Linked DNA regions of Mus musculus: region 1 is linked to region 2. A link is a contact called in public promoter capture Hi-C data. All regions are on one chromosome and are shown on one strand. Each heading gives the region's core, a stretch centred on a gene start, on an enhancer-like site or on the middle of the called end of the contact. The rest is flanking DNA. Distances are from core to core; before and after follow the strand shown.

Evidence for each region. Promoter capture Hi-C pulls out the DNA fragments that hold promoters and counts their contacts.
Region 1: a promoter capture Hi-C map of hippocampal neurons shows a contact between it and region 2, with 5 times the contacts expected there. The contact joins the enhancer-like site here to the promoter of Dazl in region 2. A contact is called at or near these places in 9 of 39 promoter capture datasets (the 3T3-L1 cell line, the HPC-7 cell line, cranial neural crest and 6 more), 1 of 484 Hi-C or Micro-C datasets (adipose-derived mesenchymal stem cells) and 3 of 9 other capture datasets (adipose tissue, liver and pancreatic islet).

The regions. Positions count from the first base shown.
Region 1 is chr17:51,788,213-51,794,559 of GRCm38.p6, reverse strand. The region is part of intron 5 of Satb1 (special AT-rich sequence binding protein 1); the gene reads left to right. Among named protein-coding and RNA genes, the nearest start is that of Satb1, 41 kb to the left of the region's middle. Within about 2 kb of position 3,764, at least 54 of the 459 cell types and tissues checked have an H3K27ac peak or open chromatin away from gene starts, as enhancers often do. A contact at or near this core is called in hippocampal neurons, where this site is marked.
Region 2 is chr17:50,290,899-50,297,593 of GRCm38.p6, reverse strand. Dazl (deleted in azoospermia-like) reads left to right here and starts at 3,974. Exons shown (of 11, transcript NM_010021.5): 1 at 3,974-4,187. The coding sequence starts at 4,185.

The sequences.
Region 1 (6,347 bases), core at 2,515-5,014, 1.5 Mb before region 2:
AGTAACAGCTCAGTGGGTGACAGACAGGTGCTGGCCCTGCCAACCTGAAGGCCTCACCCCATGTTGGCTCATGTCTCCTCCTTGGCTGCTCAAAAGCCGGGCTCTGGCATGGCAGACTTCCTTTAGGCCTCTAAACGTAGGATCAAAAATCTGGCTGTGTAAAGGTCCGGCATCCCCCGCATTCAGAGAGAACTGCAAACGTAGGTAACTGTTCAGCCATTCTGTGGAGCCCGGGAGACTTGAGTGGTCAGCCGTCTGTGGTGAGCACCTATGGCTCCAATGTGGGTGGCGCTCTTTATTTTGTGCCAGGCCGTGCATCCCAATGAGGGAGCGCCGTTTCCTTACAGAGGTGATGACCTGAAGCATTTTCCCTGAACCGTTCTAACATCGATGGAGGAAGCCAGATCAGTGCAATTATTTTCCTTTGTGTTGAATGCAGAGGTCATACTGGTCTATATCTATGTTAGTAGCCATGGGGATTGTTGAGTGAGAGCTAACAGTGTTAACTAAATCCCTGACATCAAGGGCCAGCTTGCTCTGTGAGGCAATAATCCTAGGAGAATATGATGTCTAGATCTCATAGTAGACATCTGAGAGCCTGTGCACACTCAAAGTCATGATCCACTCTGCTGGTGAACGGGGAGGACAAGCTTCTCAAAGGCTTACTGAGGTCCTGTGGCCCCACACTTGGTATACATTGGGAATACCAACCCCCCCCTCCCCAAACACACACACACACACATACACACACACACACACACACACACACTCAATATGACCTCAATTCGAACTGCTCATATAAAGAAACAATTCAAAGAGAGTTGAGATTCTTGTGGATAGCTTCAGAGTCTAGCACAAGTATTTGTGCTTGGAAAGTGAATTATTCAAAGTCCTGGAGTTCTTGTTTCTACTTTGCACTATAAAGCATTTTGAAAGTGCTCTGTACAAGAGCTAAGGAAATAGTGAGTCTGGTATTTATTCCCTTCTAAGTTCAGATACTAGAAATTATTTCTTCTGTAAAGATGGGCCATTCATCCATCCACACAAGGGCATTAGAGAAGGAATAAACAAGCATCCCTTCCCCCCCCCCCCCCCCCCGTGTGTAAATGTCTCAGATTTAGCCAAATCAGATCTAATCAGATTTACTCAAACTCAGGCATATCTAAAGAAAGTGCTCCTATGAAGTCTACTTAGATTACTGTAATGTTTAACCCAATAACATTTACATTTTTAATAATTATATCACAAGCAAGATGCTAAGAGACTTTAAGCTTCCTGCAAACACAGCTCTAGTTGGAGACATGTGTACAGGGTGTGCTTGAGGAGTGCTGTGTATATAGCACAATTGATTCTTCCCTAGGGTCTTTGGAAAGACAATCCTCTCACAGACTCTTGCCCCTGTCGGAAGACACAGTGGGGATTCAGGTTTCTCTGTGTTATGCCCACTTGCTTTGAAATATCATATACCTTTACTAATACTACTAGTGATAGATCTTTTGTAACAAATGCTTTACTGTTTCAGCTCTGCATATTTAAGTGGTTTGAAGGTTTGATTGTAGAAGAAAGGAGGACAGGGTGGAGAATTTGGTCAAATGATATTATCTGGTGTTTGTGTAAAATTACTTTAACTGCATGGAAGAAGCATAGAAACTGCACCAACGTTTTCTATAGAAGCTATGACTTGTGCTATTAGATATTTAAGATGTCTACACTTGGCAAAATGATGATGTCTTCAACCTTTTGAAGATACATTTGGGTGAGATGAGAGCTGCGGTGGTTGTGTTGCCTTCCACTTCCTTCAGGATTCCTTCGGAACTTTATATAGTATGAACTTTATATAGTATGTTCATTTTGGCTGGTGTGTGCTGACTGCTTTGGGTGCAAATGCCATTTCCAAGCATCAGGATTGCTCAGGAATGGCAAGAGCCCTCCCTCCCTCTGACCACTGGAGTTTGAGATTTACCAATAATCTCTCTTTTCCTAACAAATTGAGATTTCAAAGGTGTATCTCTCAAGAGAATAACTTAAAATGTAATAGAAGCTGCATAGTGAAAAATGTGGGGGACATCAGCTAACAAGGACATTAGAGGGCATGACATTTAGTGACCCTGTCACTTACTCTCATAAATGGAAGCACAGTTCCCCTTTTCCCACCCCCAAATACCAGATGGGGACTACCTGCTAATTTCTAACACATTCAGGCCCTGCCACTGTCTCATAGGATATGCCTTTTAAAAAAAGGAAAGATCCTATATGTGGTCTTTTATGTCCTCTGGGATTCAAACAAGACCCCATTAACAAAGGATCTCTATCAGAATAGTGTTTGCGTAAGGTGGGTTCAGCTGTGTTTCATGGCAAGTTCAAGTTTGACTTTTGATTTTTCCACAGACATATAAAGAACTGTTAAGAAAATTCATCTATGGGTAGTCAAGTCTTGTCTAAGGAGTAAGGACACAAACCTGGGAAATAAATTGTGCTTCTCAAAAAAAAAAAAAAAAAGGAAGGAAGGAAGGAAGGAAGGAAGGAAGGAAGGAAGGAAGGAGAAAATAGCAAAGATCTGGTAGTTCAGCAGTTCAGAAAAAACATTCATTTTATTGAAAAATTACTAAAAGATATTTACTCCCTCCTTACCATTAATAAAAAGAGTATGTCAAAATTCATGTTCTAGCTCTGAAAATAACTCTTGAGTTTACCACAGCATTCATACTAGAGGAGAGTCAAGAGTCATGTTTTTGGTTTTGCTTTTGTATATCTTCCATGTGTAGGTATTTCTTTCAGAAAACAATTATTTTCAACTTTATGACAAAGACATTAGCCAGCAGAACAAATACCCTGCAGGTGAGATATAGCCATGAGATTGGCCTCACAGAATCTAACCTATGTGAGATTATTCCCCTTGTTATCTCTCTGGAGTTTTCCAATTGAAAACATATATTCCTTCCTACACGAAAAAAATACTCTGATTCCTTAGTTGAAATTAATTAGCATTCAGAAACCAGATCGCATGTTTTTGGGTATTCATGAGATCTCTGTTTGAAAAAAAAAATGTTTTTAACTTGTAGAAATGTGTTGCAACACACAGATGGGAAGAAAAAGAAAAAAAAAAAACCTCTTTAGCAAGCACTGTGTGTAAAAGGAATATTACATTTTACACGCTCCTGATTGCTCTGTGTAAACAGTTTTTGACATCTGTCTTTATAGTTTCGAGGGGAGGAAGACTTTGTTAAAAGAATCATTTTTATACAGCAGCCACCATTTCAGTCTTGCTTTACCTGTATTATGAAAGCAGATGGTCCGCATGTCTTTTGAATATTTATAACTATCAAAAACAATCTCTTGCTATTCACCCTTAGGCTTATGAGATGTCAGGACTGTTCTGGTTGGAAAAAAAAAATCATCTTGGGTGTTTACAGAAAGAGGATTACATTAAGCTGAAATGACTATACATTTTCCAGTTTAATATTTGTCCATCAGCTGTTTAATCGTATTTAGATAATTGTGTAAATAAGATGTGGTAGCCCTTGCCCTCTCTGCTGAAGGAGCCTGTAAGCTTTCAACATGGGCGAGCCACCATTTTGTAGATGCTGTCTCTCTCTCTCTCCTCCACCTCAGTTAGCCCAGACCTAAGTCCCAAGCAAGTTAGGACCCAGACAGCTCAGTCCCTGTTTGAAAAGCCCCAGAAGCAGAAGGCCAACATGGAGAGCTCAGAAACACCAGGGAGCTGCTGGCTGCCTGGCGTCTAGGAGTGTATTGTCGTATGCAAATGCGGAGCTGAGCAGCCGCTTACCCCTTTAAAAGGGGCCTGGCCTCCTCCTCCTCCTCCTCCTGCCCTGCTCGCCTTGCTTCTGCGGATTTTGGAAAACTTTTGGAATAGTGGGGGTTAACTGGTTTTTTTGACTGGAAGCTGAGCAATCAGAGATAACAGATTTTGCTGTGGTTGGTTGATTTGGCAGAAAAGCATGAACAGTTTTGGTTTAAATGATTGAATAACCTGATTAGCATTGTTTTGGGGTGGTTTTTTTTTTTTTTTTTTTTTTTCCTTCTTCTTCTTCTTCTTTTTTTGAGGGGGGTTGTTAAAGGCACAACAAAGCAATTTGAACAGTAATCAGATCACTGGCCCTTCCCGGGTTGACAACCTTGTTCTTGAGTAAGGCTGCACTTTCTCCCAAACCATTCATGTTGGCCACTAAAGTGACCAAGAGAGAATCATAAATCCACCTTCCTTCATTTTTCCAGTGCATTATACATATACACTACTGCCTGTGTCATTTCCTAGCAGGGGCTTGGAAGAAGCCAGCATTTGGGGAAATTACGTAACCTCAACCAGTTCCTTGCTTTTTTTTTTTTTTTTTTTTTAATGTTTTCCACATTGAGAGACCTGCAGATTTTCGAGCAAAGGTTTAGAATGTTCCAACAATATGTAAGTCAGGCTTTAGAAAAATTCCACCCTTACCTTTTCACAATTAGAAAGGTTATAAATAATGTATTTGGCTGAAAAGGAGGCTCAGCCTGTGGCAGATGGTACCCTTCTAGAGGGCTGGGGTTTCTGGGAAGACGGCATTCTCGCAGATCGGAACTTTAGCAGACTCAGAAAGAGCCAAGCTCCTCATAGGGAGTAGACATGTGCTTTATGGATCTTAGAAAAGCTTACAACTTGGCTCCTAGGAGGAGAATATTGTGTCACACTGGGGTTAGGAGACCCACGGCCAATTTCTGCCAACTTTTAAATTGTATCTCCCAACACCGGGATCAGAGGCCTGGGATTAGGTTAGTGTGCCCTGTGGCAGCGTTTGAACTCGGGAATTTCTAGCACAGGAGTTTAGTCACTTGGATTAATTGACTCCCAGAATGTTAATGTTCTTACACCTACTGGCCACCAACTGATTAGAAAACTTGCCACACAAGTCGAGTCTTTCAAAGTGCTCATATAAATAGACACCAAGGGAGCAAAGCAGGAACGACCAGCAGCCTCTTTGGAGACATCTGCAGGGTTGATTTTGAAAAACCTGGAGAGGGATCTCTTGCTAATTAATGAACAAAGGCTCTCAAAGCTAGGAAATTGGGATTTAAAAGTTCACTTGACAGTGATGCTGTTGCCTTTGACCCTGAAGGGCAAAGGGAAGAAGGATGCCCCAGTGACTCAAAGGAGTTCTTCCTTTCTGTGGTCCTTCTAACTCTCTATAGGTGTGTTCAACCTTGTGGCGAGATCAGTTTAGAAGAAATGCTCAGTGTAGGAAGTGCTAGCCACAGTGGCTTTGGCTGCTTGGATGTGGGAAGGAAGGAAGGCAGGCCTGGCAGAAACTAAGCCACAGAAGAGCCTGAAGGATGAGCAGCTCCCAGACAGAGATGCAAGAGCCTGGAACTACCTCCAGGTCTGAGGAGTTGAGCGAGTCTTCCAGTTCTTGTGAGATCATCCCAGCTTCACTGAGCTGAGATGTCGGAAACAAAGGGGAAGTCGGCTCTTTGCTATTTGCCCCTTGTCGGCCCTTGACCACACCTGCCACTCCATTTAATTAGAGCATCCTTCAGTTTTCCTAAAGAGATATTTCTGTGGAGACAAGGAGATGTCGCAGTTGGTCATGAGCTGGTGGCACATGCGTGAAGACTTAAAATGGATCCCCAGCACATACATAAAGAGCCTTGCATAGCTGCTTGGAATTCCAGTAGTGACAACGTGGGACAGGGGGATCCTTGTGGCTAAGAGTTAGTGAGAGACTGTTTCTGAAAATATGGTGGAGTGTGACTAAGGAACAGATCTGATATTAACCTCTGGTTTACACATACACACATATACATGTACTCACACAGACATCATTTTGAAAATTATATATACTACTCTTCTTATTTGAAGCATCCTGATTTTTTTTTTTGGGTGTTGCATGAGTACGTGTGTGTGTGTGTGTGTGTGTGTGTGTGTGTGTGTGTGTGTGTGTGTGTGTGTATGTGTGTGTCGACATGTTTGTGTGCTAGAGGGTGTGTGAGAAGCTCAGAGGATGATGTATGGAAGTCAGTTTTCTACTTCTAATTCCTGAGGATTGAGCTCAGTGAATCAAGTTTAGCAGGCGCTTTTTCCTGCTCTGCCATCTCAGTGACCCTATTGAAAGCATTTTTGGCGGATCTGTGTTACAAAAGTCCAAGGAGGAAGTAGTGAAGTACAGGAAGAGGGTACTCTAGCAAACGGTAAGATCACTTTAGGCAAAGATCACATAGCCTACAGATTTAGGGTTAAGCAGGGGCAGGGGAAGCCATGGTGACTGGACACATATGGATATGTGTCTGTATATGGATAATAAACTGCACAGCACTTTTATATATGAGCTGTAATTTTAATGAAGGACTTCAGAATG
Region 2 (6,695 bases), core at 2,725-5,224:
CAAGACTACCAGCCCAGAGATGGTCCCACCCACAAGGGAACCTCCCCACTTGATCACTAATGAGAAAATGCCTTACAGCTGGATCTCGTGGAGGCATTTCCCCAACTGAAGCTCCTTTCTCTGTGATAACTCCAGCCTATGTCAAGTTGACACACAAAACCAGCCAGTACAATCTAGATCTAGCAATATATCTCTAGAGAACCCTGTTATATTTCCTTTTCACTATGAAAATTATAGAAAACATAATCTCAACAAATAACAACATTCAAAATTTTTAAATGTATCTTATTGTATAGTCTGTCTGACTACATGTGATTATAGTTTGCATACCATATACTTAGCACCAAGTAGACTTATAAGTGCTCAAAATTTTAAGAAACAAAATAATGGTTAAGTGGGAGCACTTGAGCATGTGTGTACATACACACACACACACACACACACACACACACAATAATATAATTAAAATATGTAGACATGTAAGTTAAACAAAGAGAGATGGATCCTGAATGTTTATTTGGGACAATTAACATGTGTTTTAAAATTTTAATTTATATATACTTTTATTTTTTGGTTTTTCGAGACAGGGTTTCTCTGTGTGGTCCTGGCTGTCCTGGAACTCACTGTGTAGACCAGGCTGGCCTTGAACTCAGAAATCCACCTGCCTCTGCCTCCAGTGCTGGGATTAAAGGTGTGCACCACCAAGCCCCGCTTATATACACTTTTAAAAGGGGACTAAGAAGAGGGAGCTCTATCTATATGACCATCTCACTGCTAAAAAGCCCTCGTGCACAGTGAGTAAAACTTTTTCAGTGGGGAAAATAAGCTTGATTCTTTGGCACAGGAAAGGAACTTTCTGAATAGAACACTGATACCACAGTCATGAAGACCAAAAATTAATGAGACTTCATTAAGGTGAGAACCTGCTTACAGCAAAGGGCAGCATCCTTTAGGCAAATCAGCAGCCTACAACATAGGTTAATATCTAGAATGTATAAAGAACGGAACTACCTAAACACGAAGAAACAAAACTCAACTAAAAAATGAGATCTAGAATTAATCAGAGTATTCTCAAAAGAGGAAACACAAACGTCTATGAAGCACTATTAATTCGCCTATTAAGAAAAACGAAGTTTGCAGGTAAATCGAAGGAACTATAAAACTTATCCCGTGTGAGGCAACCCAGACTTCAAAAAAAAAATCACATATTTTCTCTTATATATAGATATTAGCTTTTATATGCTTTACGAATTTTTTGATAAGTTTCCTACAATCCAGATAACCACACAGGTTAAGTACTTAGTAAGTCCATGGTGGAGAATGTGATCGTGCAGGAAAGGGGGAATATGGTGTATTGTGATGGAGAGATAAAGGGGAAATGGAATAAGAGAACTAAACTGGGAGGGAGCCAGGAGAGCAGGAGGTAAAATGGGGATCACAATGTTTCTCTGTGTGGCCACAACGGCTGACTTACAGGAGGCTAACAGAAGGAACCTGAAAACCAGCCAGTTTAAACTGGGAGGGGAGTTTACTAATAAAATCATCCTGAGGCCTTTGAATTATTTAAGAGGGAACATATTTATTAGCTTTCTATTTAAAGTGTATGGTTTTTTTTAAGACTTTATTTATTATTTATTTTATATGTAAGTACACTGTAGCTGTCTTCAGACACACCAGGAGAGGGAGTCAGATGTCATTAAGGATGGTTGTAAGCCACCATGTGGTTGCTGGGATTTGAACTCAGAACCTTCGGAAGAGCAGTCAGTGCTCTTAACTGCTGAGCCATCTCTCCAGCCCCGATTAAAGCAGTAAAAGAGCGGAGAGTGCTGGGCCCTCAGGCAGAGGCAAGTGGGTCTCTGTAAGTTCGAGGCCAGCCTGGTCTACAGAGAGAATTCCAGGACTACACAGAGCAAGCCTGTCTTGAAAGACCAAAGACAAGAGTCAGAAAAATAAAATGTTCATACAATCCAAACAGGCCATTCCTATTCACCGTAAATGCTTTATAATCTTTTGGAATGTGTGTGTGTGTGTGTTAGAGAGAGAGAGAGAGACAGATAGACAGAGAGACAGAGAGACAAAGAGACAGAGAGACAGAGACAGAGAGAGTGTGCGGGGAATTAAAGCCAGGACATCCTTCCCACACATGCTAGGCAGGCGCTCTGCCCTGTGTGGCACCCTCTGCACAGTCCTCTCTTCTTTTTATGTTGAGACAGTGTCATTAAACTGTCAGGGCAGCCTTGAACTTTTAGTTTCCTTTGCCTCAGCCTCTCCTCCTAAGCAGCTGGGATTAGGAGACTGCTGTCTCTAGACCCCACTTCCAGGAGGATTTTCTTTGAAAAGTCCTTTTCTGAGAGGACCCCTATTGTCTCTGCAGATTGGCCTTTGTTTCGTTTTTCAAGCGTTTAAACGCCTTGCCTAAGAATCTTTTGCAGGGAAGGGGATAGTGAACTGGGAAAACCTGGCTCTTCCTTTCGAGATTCCAGTAACAAACATGTCATAACTATAAACGCCAAACTTGGAGAGCGCAGGAATGGAAGGTCAAACACCAATGAGAGTTAGATGGTTTTGGGTTTGCTCTAGTCTGCACGGTGCTCCCCGTCCCCTCACGTCCGTGCTTTTCCTCAGGATGATGCCTTGCCAGAACACCGGTGTGCTGCAAGGTGCTCAGCTCCAAATCGGGCTGCACCGCTTCAGCTTTCCCCATCCAGCCAACGCAGGAAGGCCTGGAGCTACAGAGTTTAGAGCCATCTCTCCGCTGCTCATTAACCAACCATTCCAGCTGTCTGTAGTGGGTTTTTTTCTTCTCTACACTAAAATGAGGACAGTCCAGGCCCTTTGTTAGACTGTTCACACCACCATGTAGCCACCTACCGAAGGCCAGTGGAGAATCGGATCTTCACCGCTGTAGTTTCGAGCTTAATTTTAGTTTCAGAATTTTGGAATTTCCCCCCTTTCAAATAGGTGCAATCTACCCTTATTTGTTTTATTTTTATTTATTATTTTAATACTATTTTCTCCATCATTGCTGCATGGTTAGTGGCAATCTTAAGCTGTTTTGCCAGCTTTAAAAAAAAAAAAAGCTGTAATACTTATCATCTGTACAAAAGGTAGTCAGGACGGTATAAGTACTAGGTGGTTCTGCCGTAAGGTTATCTCCACCAAGCACCCTACAGCTCGGCTCTGCTGTAGGTAGGTAGGCCCCGTTTCTCTGGCCTTGAGAATGTTCTAGAATTCTCTCAGCTGGCCTAGCTTGTTTCTGTAAAGCCTACAAGAGAAACGCTCACACTGCAACCTAAATTCCACGAAGGGAGGGATATTCTCTCGTGTGGTCTGGTCACTGCTGTGTCCTTTGTACCGGATAATTCGGGCATTTATTTGAAGGGGCGGGGGGGGGGGAGAAAAAAAACGGAAGAAAAAAACTAAGTCCTGATGGCTGACGGGCCGGCCCGTGAGGCATGAGGTGCGCCTTCCACATGCACCCGGACTCAACCTTCTCAATGTGGCTGAAAAAGAGGGTGAAGGGGCCCGGCCAGGCAAGGCCTGCTCTCTAGTCGTGCCGCCCGTTATTAATTTCTATTTCTGCGGGCATTTTGTAAATTTTAAATTCGGCCGCCAAGCTTTGCTGACGGGATAACGCCATGCCTTCGAGGTGCCATTTTTGAGGTAATGACTTGAATAAATGCTTTCCTGACAGAACTCTGAGCACCGTCCTGCCCAGGACTTATTTCACAGGGGCTTCGGACACGGTCCTGGGGGGGCTAGGGAGTGGCAGGAGTCGGTCCATCTGTCTGTCAGTGAGGCTCGGGCCTGCTCGGCAGCCGAGACCCTTACGTAGATGTCGCGCATGCTCCATGCGCACCCCTCACGCACTCCGTGGGCGACGTGGGTCCCCTGGCCCCCCTTGCGAGGCCCTAGCGCTGCCGCCTATTGGCTGTAGCACGTCACGAGGCCAGCCACGCACAGTCATCCCCCCGGGGCGCGCAGCCCACGCCTCAGTGACTCGGCGACCCTCAGCACGCTCGCTTCGGGACTCCGCTGTCTCCGTGGCCGTGGGCTCTCTTTCCACCACCGCCTCGGCTTTTTTTTGCCCGTTGGCCGGCTAGGCAGCCACCTCACGTAGCTGCCCCGTCGCGTGGCTTCTGCTCCACCTTCGAGGTTTTACCACCCGAACTCTGGCCGCCATCATGGTGAGTCGAGGGCAGGCCCCGGGGTGGCAGTGCAAGACCAGCCGGAGGCCGCGATTCCTTACGCGGAGGTTTAAAAATCGGCCTTTTCTGGTGTAGCACAGAGAAGTGGGGAGAGGGCATAAAGAGGGTCCTTTCATATTTCCGGTTCTGGGTTCCTCCCCCACCGGACAGCCCCCAGGGTGAGGCCTGGAGGACAAGAGTGGCGGCCTTGCTGCCTTTGCGGCCTACACCAGCACTGAGGGGTTGCGGGGAGATGGCGGGCAGCCCTGGGGACCTCGGGCAGCCCCGGGGTGGGCCACGTGCACGGCCTGGGCGTCACGTGACGGCTCTTTCCCGCCTTTGGGCCGCGGTGCCCGTAGGAGCAGGCCTTAGGCGAGGCCTGCCGCGGCCCAGCCCCCACCCCGCGGCCCAGCTCCTCCGCACGAGCGCCCGGGCTTCCGGGTCGGAGCGCCGCAGCGCGGGCGCCTCCGCCAGGTGGCGCCTAGGCTGGCCGCGCCGGGTCCTGCGGCCTGGCGGCTTGGCCGCGGCGTGGAAAGGACCCGGAGGGCGTGGTTATCGGGAGGCTGAGGGCGGGCCCTGTCGCCTGGTGACTGTGGGTGGGGTGGAGGCGGCTTTGCGGGAGCTTGGCTTGCGTGGGCTGGGGGAGGAGCCAGAGGCCTGAGCCGGGCGGGGGTCGGGGAAAGCGGGACCGGACAGCTCTGCTGTAATCGCCGCTGCCGCCGCCAGCAGACTGACTGAGGCGTTGCCAGGCTAGCTTGGGCTACTGAAAACAAACGTTGATAGCCATTTAATCACAAATCCGTTAGATGTTGCATGTTCGTTTAAAATTTTTTTCCATTTTAGAGGTAAAGGAAGAAATTTATACTACTTATGACCGATGTTAACTTAAGTTGGAATTCAAATTAAGCATTTATAATGTGAAATAGGTACTTGTCTATCACAATAATTTAAATCGCACAATATTGGACCGTTTTCTCACTACATTAGGGTTAAACATTTGATAACTGCAGATTTTTATCTATTGGCCAGTATTTGTAGCATACATGGGAATTTGCTTAGCATAGTGATTTAATTACATTTCAAAAATGTGAATCCTGAAATCTTTAATAACTATTCTCAGCTTCTAGCTATATTTGATATGTGGATTTTCCAATACAATGAAGTATGGTACTGTACAAAATAGGCAAATTTTTGTGTGCTGGCTCATTGCTGGTATTCTAATATTTCTCATAGCTAATTCAGAGGTATAATTAAATATGTCTTAAATTTAATACAGTTTGTTTTCAGTATGCTATTATAGTCCATTGATGAGTAAGATACTTTCCCACCAGGGTCAGTAGTGGGCATTTAGGTGTGTGGAAATTTACAATTATTGGGGACAGCAGGGGGCCATATGGAGCCCTTTAGAAGTTCAGGTCAACTCTGGCAACATAAGACGTCATTTAAAATAAATAATTGTACTCAAGAAGTAGAGGCATGAGTTTGAAGCCAGCCTGGTCTACATAGCAAGTTTTCAGGACAGCCAGAGTTACATAATAAGATCCTATCTCTTAAGTATAAAATTATACTTTCTTAAACATCAACCTGACTTACAAGTATTTGGTTGTAGAGTGGTTTTGGTCATATTTAAAAAGTAACTAAAGCATCTATCAGTTGTGGGTGTTTTACTTATTAAGCATACAGTAGGAATTAGGTCTTATTAAAATGGATTCTTTGCTTTCTTGGTTTTGAGTGCCACCTACTGGATAAGGACTAGGATATGGTGTGCCTTCTTTAATACATAATACACTATTATTTTGAGACCGATTTAATATTTACTCTGATGAAGCAGGTAGTTTAAGCCCAAATCAAGCATCCTATAATATTTAATGCTTTATTTTCCTCCTTATTAAACTTTTCTCAAACGTCCATTTTACTTTTTTATAAAGAATACAATTAGAAGACATTTGAGATTTTTTTTTTCCTTAATTTTTAAGGCAGGAAATCAAGATCTTGAACAATGGAAAGCAAATTCTTCCCAACAGTTATTTTCCTCTTCAGTTCTAGAAGTACCATAACAGGATTTTTCATCACATCCCTATACAGGTTATGGTCCTAGTAACACATTGTTTGGGAATCATTTGTTATGGAAATATCCCTGGCTTCCTACCAGATGCCAGAAATTTACCTCACTGTTGACATCCAGAAATGTTCCTAGACATAAGTACCCCTGCAGTACTGAGAGTCAGTGCATTATAACTTATATTCTGGTTAACTGGTAAAATATTACACTTCTAAGTTGAAATGCATCCATGTATTGTGGTACAGACATCAGTAAAAAGGATTATCGAATAAAAATATATCCTAAGGTCATCAATACAAGAAGAGTAAATTGAGAAATGGAGTCCTAAAAAAATTACAGAACTATTGTTTTATGTTTTGAGTTTATTTTTGAATAAGAAATTGAGTAGAGATGGGTAGATTTTCTATTAGTAAATCAAATCTAGTCAGGTTCTAAATAGTCCAAGA